Linked DNA regions of Mus musculus: region 2 is linked to region 1. Evidence: chromatin contacts called from public HiChIP or PLAC-seq data. All regions are on one chromosome and are shown on one strand. The core of a region is the stretch at or near the end of the contact, and the rest is flanking DNA. Distances in the headings are between cores, read along the strand shown.

What was found. HiChIP or PLAC-seq counts read pairs in DNA pulled down with a chosen protein or histone mark.
Region 2: an H3K27ac HiChIP or PLAC-seq map of epiblast stem cells shows a contact between it and region 1. The contact joins two enhancer-like sites. A contact is called at or near these places in 1 of 15 datasets of contacts at CTCF or cohesin (large pre-B cells), 3 of 484 Hi-C or Micro-C datasets (bone marrow-derived macrophages, cerebral cortex and embryonic stem cells), 3 of 115 datasets of contacts at active chromatin or transcription factors (SST interneurons, T-cell acute lymphoblastic leukemia and epiblast stem cells) and 1 of 9 other capture datasets (embryonic stem cells).

Annotation. Positions count from the first base shown.
Region 1 is chr12:82,084,752-82,087,958 of GRCm38.p6, reverse strand. The region is part of intron 3 of Gm30799 (a long non-coding RNA gene); the gene reads right to left. Among named protein-coding and RNA genes, the nearest start is that of Gm30799, 17 kb to the right of the region's middle. Within about 2 kb of position 1,713, at least 75 of the 459 cell types and tissues checked have an H3K27ac peak or open chromatin away from gene starts, as enhancers often do. A contact at or near this core is called in epiblast stem cells, where this site is marked.
Region 2 is chr12:82,395,564-82,398,761 of GRCm38.p6, reverse strand. It overlaps Sipa1l1 (signal-induced proliferation-associated 1 like 1), which reads right to left. Exons shown (of 21, transcript NM_172579.3): 8 at 1,996-2,569; 9 at 1,142-1,416. Among named protein-coding and RNA genes, the nearest start is that of Gm30916, 5.5 kb to the right of the region's middle. Within about 2 kb of position 1,296, at least 68 of the 459 cell types and tissues checked have an H3K27ac peak or open chromatin away from gene starts, as enhancers often do. A contact at or near this core is called in epiblast stem cells, where this site is marked.

The sequences.
Region 1 (3,207 bases), core at 464-2,963:
GCTGCCCACATAAAAGGAAGAAGGAAGTGTCTGCTTTTGACTGCCTGCCCTCACTCTTACTGGCAAATTCATCTCTCCTGTCCCTGAGCCGTTCCTTCCCTGGAGTTAGAATCTACCTCTTCAGGATTCCAATGTGGGCTGTAAACCGCCAGCTCGGTAGAGCTTCCCGGGGACTCCAGCACCAGGTCAGAACGGCTGAGAAATCCTTTCTCCTAGACTGAACAACAACCAAATCTTGGTACTTTCTGTCAGGAGACAGACATTGTTGGTCCTCAGACCACATCTTGTAGCTTCTCTAATAAATCCCTTAAATAATATATGGGTATTAATTAATTAATTAATTAATTCTATCAGTTTTGTTCCTTAGAAAAACTCGACGGATACAGATTTCCAGAATTTAAGTATATTGAAATGCCATGGAATTGTTAGAAAGAGTTGGGGAGACTTATACATGCCAGTAAACACTTTCTAAGGCACTATAAGCCACCACAGAACAGTATGAATAATGTACACAAGGAGCTGGAGTCATATGTATATCTAGACACACACATACATACACACACTACATGCATATATATGGATATATCCATACCCAAGGGCATAAGGAGACTGAAAGGTAGTGTGTTAAGGCAATAAACAGTTGAACAGTTGTTATCAAAAAGTCACTAAGATTTGGAGCTGCTTGTTTCAGTATCACAATGTGTCCTACCCTGACTGATACAAAAAAAGAGAAACTTTCTCTACAGTCTGTACATTTGCAATACACACATGCTTATGAGTTACTTCTAAGTTAATTAAAAAAATAATTGACTTCTTAGCAAAATTATCAGTTACTACATGTTAGTGACAATTGGGACTGTTGATAAGTTGAGACTGCAGAGCCTGGGTTCCAGGGCAAAGCTGAAGGGCCTGTCTGAGAGCTGCAGGCCAGCAGACTGTAGTTACAACCTGAAGTACTGTGATACATGAGATGAGCAGTCCAGCCAATAACCAAGAAGCCTGGTGATGAGTTACACACAGAATGTATGTTTGTATGACGATGGTGGGAGATCAGGATAGAAACTTTCCCCACCCTGCCCCAGTGCTGGAGGACTTCCCAATAGGTGGTGGGCCCACAGTGGTTATTTTTGCCCACAAGGTAAGACATGGTTCTCCAGCAAGGAAAATTAAGTCACAATTATTATTGATTCTTGTTTCATGATGCCAGCCCCTTCAGATATATCCTCAACAAAAAAAAATATATATGAGAACCACTGACTCAAGACATATAAGGCTCTCACACTGTGGTGACTCAGGCTCTTGCTCAAATCTGCTCAATGCTTCTGAACAGAGAGAGCCCTTCCTCTCTGTCCAACATTGTAATTACCAGCTGCAAGAAGATGCAACCCTGCCCTCTTATTCTCAGCCTGATAAATCAGGAGACAGGTAGTAACAGCTACCCAGAACCACAGTGGACAGAGACAACAGTAGCAGGGGGGCTGGGGGCATGAGGAGATGGGGATAGGATGGGGTAGGGTGAGTTGGTGGGGGTTCTAAGCATTTCCAGTTCACCCAGCCAAAACAAAACAACCTTCAAGCCAGGTATAGTGATCTCCACTTTTTCAGCTGGTCAAAGGTTGAAAGGAATCAACTGACTTTGTCAGGTCTGCCAGTTCCCCAGGGGGTACAGTTTCCAGCTGTTTGCTCTGGCCCTGGCTGTCACCTCTTACTCAAGGGATTGGGCAAATAATGGCACCAGAGTGAAACAACGACGAGGGGCAGAGAGGCACAGAAAAGGGATGACTAAGCCCTGAGTCAGAACATTAACCTTCAGAACAGGACGCTAAGACCCAGCTTCTTGCTTACGTTAAGGACATAGAGGACATGGCAGAGCTGCCTTTCGGCTGTGGCCTGGAGATCTGACTTAGGTTAGCTATGCTTGACAATCCCTCCAGTCCTTCCCACATCCTCTCCCTCCTGGAAATGGGAACAAAGGTCTGATTTGCTGGAGGCTGGGGAAAGGGAGAGGAAAACTACACACGAGGTCTGCAGTTAAGCCAAGAATCCCAAAGTTAGGCTCTGGCAACACCTAGGGCCCTCCGGGGCCTACCTCACCCAATCAATCCCTCCTGTAGCTGAGACAGGGGACTGGTCACACCATCTACTATCAGCTTATTAGCATTTTCCCTGATTAAGCACTCAGAAAACAGAAAAGAACCTAGGGATCTAATTTAGGTCGGTTCTCTGTTACTGAAGAGCCCAATCTGAACACAACAGTGAGAAGGCTAGGCTGATTCCATGACAGGCTTCAAATTAGCATTGAAGGAGACTAGGCCTAAATCTCTTTCTTCAAGAACTGGGCAATCCCAGGCGAGTTCAGGCCTCAGAAGCAGCCCTGCCACCTGGCCTGAGGCAAGGACAATGATGGGTCAGCAGCAGTTTCCAGACTTGTCAGCTACTTCCTCAGTAACAGTTTCCAGACTTCCCCAGCAAGTTTCCAGCCCCCACACCCTGATAATGGAATGTCCTTAGAGATGGACCCAACAGATTAACATAGAGGTCACCTACTCCAGAATTCCCTAGTGTACTTTAAATCAGGCCTGCAAGCTCACTTGGGGTGTCTCTCTATCTTGGTAATTGGGGGGGGGACCCCAGCATGCTGGACTTCTGTAAAATAAAACAGTTTTTGGGTTTACATACTATTTGAGTCCGTTCTTTGTCTAATCCTGGTCCCTTACAGCAGTACATCCAGGGCTCTATTCACTTGGGGCAAGAGGTGAGTGGAAGAGTTTTTACTAGAAGGTTCTGGAAGGTGTTAGCAAGGAGCCTTTGGGGTGGGCTTTCCTAGGCTCTGCTTCAGCCTGGGCCTTTGAGCTAATGACCAGCAAGATGCTGGGGACACTCAGAATAAAACCAAGGGCTTCTTATCAGAGAAGGGCGATTCTGGGATGCTAGTGTTTACCTCCACGCTCCTGTATGAAAGGAAGTTGGGTATAAATGAATTCTTGGTTTCTTTCAACAAGTGGCCCAACGATGCTAAACTAGCGAATAAGGAGAGAGACTGTGGTGGTGAGGAGCAGGGAGGTGGCTCAGTGAGCGTTTGCTGTGTAAGCATGAAAACCTGAGTTCAAATCCTCAGTGTCCATTTAAAAGCCATGTGGCTGAGTATGCACACTCCTGTAATGCCAGCACCATGGAGGCAGAGACAGGAGGATTGCTCCAGGTTCA
Region 2 (3,198 bases), core at 47-2,546, 310 kb before region 1:
TTATAGTCTACCATCTGCTAATCATAAATCCATGAGTGCTCAGACCTAGGACTAGTCATTTTAGGGAGAAAAAGAACTATGGTTTGGTTAGATTAATTATCAGTATTTATTTATGATTAATTATTAGTTAATTAATTAGATGTTGTGTGTATTTTGCATTTTTATTTTTTAGCAAGAAGACAGGGTTTCTCTGCTTACAGCTCTGGCTATCCTGGAACTTGCTTTGTAGACCAGGCTGTCCTGAAACTCACAGAGATCCACCTGCTTCTGACTCCTGAGAGCTGGAATTAAAGGCGTGTGCCACCATCACCCAGTTATGTTTTGGCTTTAACTACAAAATTTAAGACAAATTCTTAGAAAGTAGTGGCTAAAAATATACAACTTTTTTTCTCTCTTCTTCTTTTTTAATTTGATTTTTTCCAATCAGGGTTTCTCTGTGTAGCCCTGGCTGCCCTGGAATTCACTAATTAGACCAGGCTGGCATCAAACTCAGATATCCACCTGCCTCTGGCTCCCTAGTACTGGGATTTAAGGTACATGACAGCAACAACTGGCTACAAGTTTTTTTTTTTTTTTTTTTTGTTTGTTTAAAACCAACAAAAATATTTGCTAAGTCTAAAGGAGAAAAACAGTTGATTAGATTGGCTCAATCAAGCAACAAAGACGTGAAGTTTTGGTCAGTGCTGCTGGCTTGCCAGGAGCTGAACAGGCAGGAGGCTCCAGCCTTCCCTCTAGAGAAGGCAGTCAGGCATGAAGCACAGCACTGAGTCATCTGAAGCCCGTTCCTGGCCCCACAGATGCTGCCAGAAAAAAAGCCTGGAAGTCGGGCTCAGCAGAGCCAGACAGCAGGGATTAAAGCAACCATTGAGCTTTGAACATTCGTGAGGTACATGGGAGTGAGGACAGCATGAGCGCGATGCCACAGGAACAGACACTCAGACAGCCTCGATGGATGTGCTCTGCTTACAGGCCTCCGGTGCGAGATGCTGAAGATGGGTGTTGCAGCTCTTGTCTGGACTGCATTCTGCGGGAGACTTTCCACGCAGGAACCATAAGCCTCACAAGAGGACAATTTCTCTCTGGCTACTCTGCTTACTAAGAGATGTCCCATGTGGCCCAGCAGCCGTAAACTCAGACCTACCTCCGTGGGGTGCAGTCGTCATGGGGAGGGATAATGACAACCTTCACTGTGACTGATGTTCTCAAGAGATCGATCATCTGTTCATGGCTCAGGGTGGCCACTGCTACCTTGCAGATCTCCACCAGGCGGCTGCCCTGCCTCAGCCCTGCTTGCCATGCGTAGCCGTAGGGTTCTACATCCGCCACAATGCCCTCATAGTTGACATGGAAGCCAAGCTGCCCCAGCCCATTTCTTCGCAGAGTCATTTCCACAGATTCACAACCTTTTGAAACAAACTAGACAAGGAAATGAGAGGTACTCAGTTAATCATTAACAGTGGACTTGGCATTAAAGAAAATGCTGCCTTTAGTTATTCCGAACATCCGGTAGCTGGTTGGAGGGCAGGCTGGTTAGTCCTCTTCCCTAGTCTCTAATTTGGTAGGAAAACACAACACACTGGCTGCCTCCACAGGGACCAGTGGCTTTCCTGACATAGAAAAATCTGGGATAGGCTGGCAGCAAAAAGAACCTGTATTCTACTTTCAGCGGTCCTTAAAAAATAATCCATGGTGGGTTATTGACAGCTTTATTAAACAGCTTTCTCAGCAACTACAGGAACACCCGCCACCAGGGCAGTGAGACTGGGTTATGTGCAGGTGACTTCCCAGCACAAGACCCCAGACAACATGTCATCCCACCCGCCCAGGGCTGCTACTTTTCCTCAACAAACAATGGAAAGCAGGAACGTCAGATAAACTGTGTTGCTTCACTCATCAGCAAAGGAATTGCCAGAGTAGCCAATCTTGCCCCAGGCCTCTGTGCCCTGGCTTTAGTCTGCGAAACCCCAGGAGTGAGCATGGTTACAGCAGTCTCACCTGCAGCCTTCTGACAATTTCTTTGATATCTTCACCGCTAATGAAGCTCTCCACCGACACACATTCTCCCCGCTCATAGAAGATTTTGAGGCTGGTGTCGCTGGAAGTCCACCCTATGACATCTCTGCAGGAGCAATTGAAAGCCACACTCTTTGTCTCCTGCTCAATGAGGACGATGAACTCGCTGGAGATCCCAAGGAGGCAGTCGAACTCCATGGCCTTGTTGTAGTCTTTGGCCCGGACAGCCCACACAATGGCCCCCATGCTACTGAGCTCAGCTCCTGGATAAGGCTTAGACTTTTCCTTCTTCTTGGAGGCCAGAGAAATAAATGGAAACTTGCCAGAAGGGTCAATAGGTGTGTTGGTGACATTCTTTTCTGCCAGATCTTTCAGGTATTCCTGGCGGGTCCTTGTCGCCATGGCCCGGAACTTCTCTGATTTATGAGCAGCATTTTCTGCATTTATCACTTTGGCCAAAAGGAAGTCCCTGAACACATTTGACTTGGGGAAGGTGACCCCTTTAGGGATGGGAGGTCCAAAAGAAGGTACATCTCTGGACCTGGTGACTGCCACACTGAGAGACAAAGCAAAGGACAAAGGATGAGAGGTGTGTCAGTATGTCTGTCTTCTATTACACCATGGGGACGTGGGGACATGGGGACATGTGGCCGGGGCTGGTCCAGTGCAGACATGCAAGACTCTGGGTTCCCCGTCCTAAGGAAAGGGGATGCGCATGTTAGTTAAGACAATCCTCATTCTGGTCAAGAAAGAACACAAACTTCTGCTTAATTAGTCAACTTGTTAGTTTACTTCAGTTTTTTCCAGGCAGACTCTTTTTACCTTAAAGTTTCAACTTCACTTCTTTAGCAGGTAGGAGACTAACTGTAAGATCATGGTGGTTAGTCATGCTGGCTTACTGTAATGTTCCACACACCAGAATAAAAGCTATTTTAAATACCTACAGACTATATCCAGTGCGCAGGTTGCTATAATCACACAACCTTTCAGAACAGAGATTCTGTCAGAACACAGATGTGTCCTCCACTTGAGATAGAATGGCTGCAGGCGACATACACAGTCCATCAGGGAAATGTCAGGAGATACATGGCCTTTGAGAAACAAGTCCTTTCTAATAAAGCAAATACTATCTGATGGGCCATGTGTGAGGCATCGTGAGACTAGAGTGAAAGCATACCTTTGAAA